Regions from separate parts of the Mus musculus genome. Here all the other regions are linked to region 2. The links are chromatin contacts, called in public Hi-C and promoter capture Hi-C maps. All regions are on one chromosome and are shown on one strand. The core of a region is the stretch at or near the end of the contact, and the rest is flanking DNA. Distances in the headings are between cores, read along the strand shown. Region 1 holds the start of D830026I12Rik (RIKEN cDNA D830026I12 gene). Region 2 holds the start of Tes (testis derived transcript). Region 3 holds the start of Tfec (transcription factor EC).

The links. Promoter capture Hi-C pulls out the DNA fragments that hold promoters and counts their contacts. Hi-C and Micro-C count contacts between places; a contact is called where the count stands out from the background.
Region 1: a contact with region 2 is called in a promoter capture Hi-C map of liver, with 1.9 times the contacts expected there. The contact joins the promoter of D830026I12Rik here to the promoter of Tes in region 2. A contact is called at or near these places in 1 of 39 promoter capture datasets (liver) and 1 of 484 Hi-C or Micro-C datasets (nephron progenitors).
Region 3: a contact with region 2 is called in a Hi-C map of granulocyte-monocyte progenitors, with 2.8 times the contacts expected there. The contact joins the promoter of Tfec here to the promoter of Tes in region 2. A contact is called at or near these places in 2 of 39 promoter capture datasets (hippocampal neurons and pre-B cells), 3 of 484 Hi-C or Micro-C datasets (granulocyte-monocyte progenitors, hematopoietic stem and progenitor cells and macrophages), 1 of 115 datasets of contacts at active chromatin or transcription factors (pancreatic cancer cells) and 1 of 9 other capture datasets (pancreatic islet).

What each region holds. Positions count from the first base shown.
Region 1 is chr6:17,196,492-17,199,191 of GRCm38.p6, reverse strand. It overlaps D830026I12Rik (RIKEN cDNA D830026I12 gene), which reads right to left and starts at 1,441. Exons shown (of 3, transcript NR_102305.1): 1 at 1,402-1,441. It overlaps Gm52892 (a long non-coding RNA gene), which reads left to right. Exons shown (of 2, transcript XR_003956407.1): 2 at 1-276.
Region 2 is chr6:17,063,724-17,066,423 of GRCm38.p6, reverse strand. It overlaps Tes (testis derived transcript), which reads right to left and starts at 1,275. Exons shown (of 7, transcript NM_207176.3): 1 at 1,111-1,275. The coding sequence starts at 1,137. Gm15473 (predicted gene 15473) reads left to right here and starts at 837. Exons shown (of 2, transcript NR_167659.1): 1 at 837-1,832.
Region 3 is chr6:16,897,058-16,899,757 of GRCm38.p6, reverse strand. It overlaps Tfec (transcription factor EC), which reads left to right and starts at 1,317. Exons shown (of 7, transcript NM_031198.3): 1 at 1,317-1,497.

The DNA of each region.
Region 1 (2,700 bases), core at 192-2,691, 130 kb before region 2:
CTCTTCCTTCCACGACCATGTTTTTTTGGAAAGGTTAACTGCGCATGTGTCCTCGGCTGCCTCACCGATTGCTCTTCCACAAGCCAGTCCTTCTTCTGCCAGTCTGCGTTCAGCTTTCATTTGTCTGCGAAAATTGTCTCTCAACTACTAAAGCGTTGCCAACTCTCCAGTTTTAATTGCCCATGCATATTTCTGCCCCTCCCTTCTGCCTCAACCGAGTCCCTGTTCATCCCTAGGCCTCTAGATTTATTAAATTCCTTTGATTTTTTTTATCTAGATGTGGAGTTAGTGAAATTATTTTTCTTCTCTTTTCTTCATCCAAATATAGATATTTTCTCTGTGACCTTGCTTTGACCCTTTTATTCCCCCCACCCCACCCCCATGCCTTAGCAGCCCCAGGCTTGCAGAGAACACTAGGTCCAAATCCTTAACTATGGCAGGAACCTGTCCTGTGTTCTCTCCTCATTGTTTCAGCTCCAGGACACTGAAGACAGTGTTCACTCCCTTCTCTGGGGCATCTGAAGGAATCCTAACAAATCTCACAATCGACGCCTCTCTTTCCAGTGATGCAGTTGGAAATAAAATATACAGGGAACGCAATTGCTGCCGTTTATCATTTTAACTGTCTCTGCGGGTGATGTCTTAACAACATTCCATACACACTGTTGATTGTGGGACGCAATTCAGTCTTCTGTAACTGAACATCAGAATTCAAGAGTTCAAACCCCACTTCTAGGACTTTGGTCTGAGGCGCAAATCCCTCTAAATGCATTTACTAGGCTAAGATGGAGATTTACTGTACCTTCATTTCCCCACGTCTTAGTTTTCTTAGCTTGAGAGGTGCTTTTCTTCTTCATCCTTCTCTACAATATAGCCCAACCTCAGTTTCCCTTTCTACTCCTCTCCCCCAGTCCTCCGCCCCAGTACCTCCTGTCTCCCCACATCCACTAGTCCTCCATTTCCTTCCAGAAAAGAGCGGGCTTCCCAGTGATAATCAACCAACCTTACATAACAGCCTACAGCAAGCCTCATACTAGGGCTGGACAGAAGGCAACCTCTTGTTTGTGAGTTCTCCTCTGAATCTCACAATTCTCTCCGTCCCAGGCAAATTATCACAACAGTGAACGATTTCCGAACTTCCCCTTTAGCTTTCCCATCGCATCACCACCCGGTCTTTTATTGCACAAACACCAGGTCTAGAAATTGTTTTCCTCTCAGCTCTCCAGCTGCTGCCTGGCCAGGCACTGCGTGAGGCATTCGCGGCTGACACAGGCAGGGCTTCCTGTCCAGAGCAGAAAGGAAGCCGTGCTTTTGGATGAACCCTCATTGTCCAGGGCTGGAACAGCGATCACCCGGCAGTGATAAGGCCCTTCCCAATGCAGCCGCACGAATCTCACTAACCTTGTTAAGGAGAAGAGGAAAGAAGGGGCGTTCCTAAAATGACTGGGAACACCGTTTGCCAGCCCCGCATATCCCAGCAACCAGAAGAAACGAAAACACACCTAGTGGTCAGAGTATTTATCTTGCCAGGGTTTCTACCTCCTTGGTTTGCAAGGGGAGTAGAAAATGACACCCTGCCATCGAGCCATTAATTACAAACAAAAGAAGGAGTGGAGAGACTTAATTTTCAATTGACTATCGGGCTTGATGATGTGTTCTGGGCTGTGTGGTTCTCCTCTCTTATTTCATTGAAACCCATTGTTGAGCAATCTCCACAAGGGCCATGTAGTTGTCTCCTTTTATTTCACTGTTAGGTGCTCACCACCCTTTCTTTTACATTCTTGTTTCCTTCAAGTGGCCTGCTAGATAAAAGGTGCTCTTTTGAAGGTTTGTTAAATAGATGCTGCCTACAGAGAAACTCACATCATTAGTCTGTCGTCCTGCACCCAAAAATATACTTGGTAGAAGCACTTTCTCAATTATCTTAAGATGTATACGTGTTAAATAAAAAAAGTTCCTGCTTTTCAAATGATAATAGCTAAATAGATCAATTTCCTCCACTGTGTGTGTGAGTGTGTGTGTGTGTACATATGCTTTCTAAGTAAAGAGATATAGATCCTCTTCAGCGACAGGGAATGGCAGTGTTTGCCCAAAATAAGTGTATGTAAAGGTGGGAAATTTCACATGCACACATACATAACCTGGTGTAACTAGCTGGCACAGATGCCAGCAAGGTGGATACCTTTAACATCCTCATCTCTTAAATTATCTACACATCATGGTGATTTGAATGAGCAACATCTCCCACAGGTTCATCCATATAAACACTTGGTACCCAGCTGGTGGCGCCATTCAGGAGGTTATGGAACCGTTATGAAGTAGAGCCATGCTAGAAGATGTCACTGAGGGTAGGCTCTGAGAGTTTACAACCTCACCTGAACCAGCTCTAGTTGGCTTTCTCTGCCAACTGGAGTTGAAACCGTGATCCCTCAGATGCAGTTTGGCTGCCAGTTGCCGTGTCTACACTCATTGTATGGACCCCTCTCTCTCCAATCATAAGCCAAAATAGACGGTTTCTTCCTCAAGGAGTTTCTTGCCATGATGTTTTATCAGAGCAACAGAAAGTAACTAAGATACACATGCTAAGAGGAAAAGCATTTTCGGCAGAGTTTTCAGGATGCACTTGAGAACATCTTAAATATGCTTCCTAAGTTTTCCCTCTTATTAGCAGTCATTTTCAAATGAATGTGACCTGAGGAG
Region 2 (2,700 bases), core at 26-2,525:
CAAGCACAGGTAACCAAAACACACGTTAAAAGAATAAATATCAAACAGGAAGAGACTAGAAAGAATCTTCTATTTCCTGTTCTTCCCTTCCCTTCTGAGTGTTGATTTTAATCAGAAGAGACCAAGGAACTGTTTCCTAGGTTCAAATTTTTATTTATCAACAGCTTCCTAAACCTCATACCATATATTTGCATACGATTTGAAACCTTCAATTCTGGCACAAAATAGAAATTCCCTTTTAGAAGATGAACCTGCAACTGCAAAGCCGCAGAAGAAAGTTTCCTCAACTTGGCTTTCTTACTGTGCACAACTTCCTTCCTTATTTGAAAAATGACCAACTAACTTAAATTCACTTGAAAGAAAACAGGCGCAATTCCCGAGAACAAGACCTTTAAGGTCGAAAGTTACAATAGAATGTGACGTCAGCATTCTTTTGAGTCATAGTCTGGTCCCCACCTCTTTCTCCCAGGCGACCTGAGAGACCTAATCTCGGAGCTCCTCAGGTAGGGCCTTTATAGCCTGGACACCAGGAGCAGCCAGGAGGGTGCTCCGCAGGCGGGGCCGCTGAGCACCTGCAATGACCGCTGTTTGTGCCTGGCTGCCAAACGGCATTTTCTTTTGAGAATTAACTCCGCAAGAAGGAGACAGTGTTTTGGCACTCAAGCCATAAGTGAAACACATACACATCCCCCAAAAGTCATCACTTCAGAAGTTATCAGCAGGCGCGGGTGTGAAGGAAGTGTCACCAGTCAGCAGCCACTTTAGAGCGCCTGGGGCAGCCAGACTGCAGGGGAGGAGGATGTCAAAGCCACATCACTGAATCACACAGGCTCCCCAGAGCGCTGCTTCCCCAGGCAGGAAGCGGTGTCAGCCACCACCTCGCCTAAGACTTCGCCCAGGGCTTGGGGGAAGGCGTGGCCGAAAGGTTTTCCGAAAAGTTTCAGGCGCAGAGACAGCGAGTTGCAGGGTCCCGCTCCGCAGCGACAGTCACCCAAGGGATCGGGGTCCGGGGAGTCATCCTCCAGCCGCACCCACCGGGTCTGGTCCCGGAACCCGGACCAGCTCCCGCGCTCAGGTGAGGCGACCACGCCCGTCGCCCGCCCCACTCACCTTCTTCATTTTGGTTTCCAGGTCCATACTGGGCGTCGGAGGGGCTCAGTCCCGCGTCCGCGATCTCCGCTGCGGGAACTCCGGCGCCGCTGCCGCTGCTACTCAGCATGGGCACTCGAACTTCCGCAGCCCGGTTCGGCAGCGGCTGGGACCTGGAACAAAGAGGCCCTGGCAGCCAATGGCAGCGGGGCAGTGCCGGGTAGCGGCCAATCAGCGCGCGCCGCACGCACCTTCGCAGCCAGAGCGTGCCGCTAGCAAGGTGAGGGGCGGGGCCGCGAGGGGCGGGGCCCTGCGGAGTTCCCTGGGCGCACCGACTTAGTTTCTTCAAAGCCTTGCACCCACTGGACTTCTGTGGGGCCATCCTTTCCTCCAGCTGAAGAGCAGACCCATACCTTTACATTTCGGTAGTTGTACTTGTGTGTCCGAGGACTTTTCAAGCAGGCCAAGAGGAGTGAGTGACCCTCCCAGTACCAACTTCTTGGCTGATTTCAGAGACAAAAAGAAGTCATGGAGCTCCTTGGGCATCCCAGAGATGAGCACGGGCCCTGGTTTCACTATTGAATGGTGGAGATGTCCATTTCTCCAATGCTTTCTCTAGAGTCCTGTGCACTTCCAAGGAAGCTTCTCTCACATCGTTGATGCCCATCAAGACTACCACTATATTGTTTTGTGAGCACTCAACACTAAAAAGCAACGGGAGGCTCACAGCAACTACTGCAGAAGTAAGTGGTGTCCTTGTTTGGGAAACAGGGTTCCCTTTTTGGACCTACTAAGTGGGAAAAAGGCGAGCTGCTCTTGCTTCTCGTGAAGTCTAGTTTCAAACTGCGGTCTCACAGAAGCCTGGGCCACCAAGAACCCATTCTATCTTTTCTTTCAATAGCTATTGCGGAAAGAACCTCATCTTGGATTGTTGGGGCGTGGAGGACCCTAGGGATTAATTTACTTCATACATCTTGCAAGGATCTGTAGGCCCCGAAGTACAGGCACCTCTCAGATACAACATATTGGGAACAGAGCTTGAGTCCCAGTAAATTGGGGGGACAGGGGGTGTGAGTTAATTATGCATCTATGTGTGAGCATGCCTACTTTTGAGAGCAGGTTCACTTAGAGCCCAGAATAAGTAGAATCTTCTGAGGTTGGAGTTCCAGGCCGCCGTGAGGCCCCTGCCTTGGGGGATGGGAACTGAAATCAAGTCCTCTGCAAGAGCAGCAGGAGCTTTTAACAACAGAACCATCTCTCTAGCCCGAAGTAATTTTATTCAGTTCCTACTACATAGAAATTGTTGATGGCTAGGTATCTGGTGATCTCCTAGTCCAGCGTCTACATATGCATATGTATATATGTTTTCCTCTATATGCACGTGATATTAAAAATAAAATCTCCATATAATGCAGATACTTGGGTCGAGATGTTTCATTTTACGTCTGGACATTTGGTAACTAAAGCACTTCAAAATACACTTTAGCCAACACTTTATATACTGTTGTACTTGATAACTTGTTAATACTGCTTAACAGAGCATTGGTTTAACATGTGTATGTTTTCAGTATCCAGCTAACAATGATCAAAATAGCTTGTTATAGTTTTTGC
Region 3 (2,700 bases), core at 68-2,567, 170 kb after region 2:
TCTAATTATATAGAAGAATGTCTTACTGTGGTACCCTGAAAACGCATGAAAATGAAGGCAGTGAGACTGATTATTAGTGTGCATTGATACAAATGGAAGAAGATATTAAAGGCTTATTAAGCACATGCTGTTGATATGGAAAATATGTTGGGACTGATAAATTACTGCCAGTAGTAATATTGATAAGCCTAGTTGAGGTGTTCTGTTCAGTAGTTTTTAAGAGCTTGACTAGAATGGATTTAGGAGAGGACATAAGATGTGAAATCACAGGCAGGGGACACAGACTTCTCTGGAGCCTCTGAATGGAGACAAACAGCTCGAGGTGCTGTGGTCATGCATTTGTGGACCTCGTAAGTACGCCATTACTGCAGCAGAACTGGGAAGCCATGAATGGGTTGCACCCCCAAAAGTTCAAAATGCTTCTTATTATATGCCTTACAGGAAAAGTGTATCAAATTCTGGTATAGAAAACATTTATGTTTTGTTTTGAAAATTAGATTAGTGTACTTACTCCTAAAATGGGTTCTTAATAGAGTCATTTGTGATTCTGGCTGAAAGCTCCTGACATCAATAATGTCTGATTGAGTAGAAAGAAAGAAAGAGAGATATTTGAAAGGCAGCTTTGAGGGTTTGAGGGTCAAGAGGAAAGCTATTTGTATATATATATATATATATATATATATAAAATAGTAGAATATACACTATATGTAGTATATACTATACATGCAATAATATAGCATTAATATATAGTATATAGAAATATATAATATATATGTACTCATATATATTATATATGTACACACACAAGCACACACACATATACATCCAAAGTTCAATTTTATGTTTCTGTCTAATCTTCTTGGGAAGATCAATTATTCTTGGTTATGAAGTCTTTGAGAACAAATTGGGAAGTAAGAAAACTCGCATTATATAAAATTCAGGAAATAGTCTTAAAACAAAAACTCAAACAATAACAATTCTAAGTCAAAGTGTAATTCCTAACTGAAAGTGGGCAAGGACAGTGTTCTGAAGAAACTTACTTGTAAGGCAGAATGTGTTGCAATAACTGTGGGGTCTTAGTCCACTGAGCTAATAACCACATACTGCCATTGTAAATTCTGGGGAAAAATGTTTATTATGGGGCAATAACGGCATCAATGAGAGGATTTTTACTGTAGTCACACCACTGGAGTAGTTTTTCTGGAATGCTGTTTCTCAAATTAGTAGCACATTTCTGATAAAGAAAGGAAGTCGCCTTAACTTAAAACTGCTGTGTCATTTCTTCTTCCTTAACTGAAATTCCAACCAGAGTCCAGGAAATGCCCTAATGGGTGACTTCTCTTTTCTCCTTCCTCAACTAAGCGGATTCCAAGCTGTTCAAACCATTTATTCTTCTTGAGCAGACCCTTGACTTTTGTGCTTAGGTTATGAGACGAGGGGCTGTAATTTGGAGCTGTTTGTAGCCGCGATGACACACCTAGAATCCAATCAGTGCTGGTAGGTAACCAAACTGGAAGGTTAAGGTTAATTTTCTGTGCTTTAAACAAATATGATGACAAGTTCAATCAATACCTGTTTTGCCTTGATAATATGCATAGCTCTCTTGTAATTATGGTTTCATCTTGCATGGTAGTCAGGTATCAGGACCTTAGAGCAGCCAAGCTACGATTCGCTATAATGTGGATGAGATATAACGGGAATGCTATCAATTTCTATTTTAATCAAGATGTAGAAATCACTGTTTTAGTTTATGATAACCTAGGGAATTTCTTCTAGTTTAATATTTTCAGATATTTACTAAATTGGAATATAATTTAACATTTTATTGCATCGTATGGTATTTTATGAGTAAATGTTAATTTCAATTTACATTCAAACATTGTCTGTTTTATTGTTTTTTTTTAAAGTTAAGAATATATAAGAATATTTGTTCTTCACAGATAATAACACCAGATAGGATTTTAGCATGTGTTCTTTTCCCAAGGTTAGGTTATGGTATTCCTTTTGTACATATGTAGATCTAATTATTTTGCTTAGGAGATTTCAAGTATACTAAACCAGTAACTTTTAAAGTAATAATTTTAAATTGAAACAAAGCCCTAAAAATTAGGGCCAGGATTATTTCTCTGTATGTGCACAAATATAAATAAAGAGGTGTTATATGCACATAGATTTGTTTCTGTGGTTATTCTAGATTATCAATACTATCCCACATTATTAGGAATAGACATTTTGAGAACAATAATGAACCTGAGGTAATATTTAATTTTGCTTGAGTTGTTCATTGGTAATTTATTTGCTAGAAGCCTCATTTAGTGATAAAGAGTTTTCAGTGTACTTGACAATTTTTCCCTGCTCAAAGGCTTTGTCAACAAAGAAAGCTAAAACAGAATGAGAGTTCAGCAAGATCCTGCGAGAAGGGTGCTTCCCTCGGGTCTTACATGGAGCTGATTGTGGCTAGACACTTTCAAGTAGCTGTTGAATTAAATCTTTTCCGTATTTGGTGGAAGCAACCTTAAATAGGTCAAACTTGAGGTTTACACTTGAGTATTTAAAGAAACCTTTAAAGCTATGGACTCAGTGGACTACATATCTACACTTTGTTTGTTTCGTGGATTTTGTGACTTTCTCCTTCTTGCTTTCTCTGTGAAGCAGTAGACTAGGCTACTGGAGGAGTAGATTTTACTGAACTGAAACTTG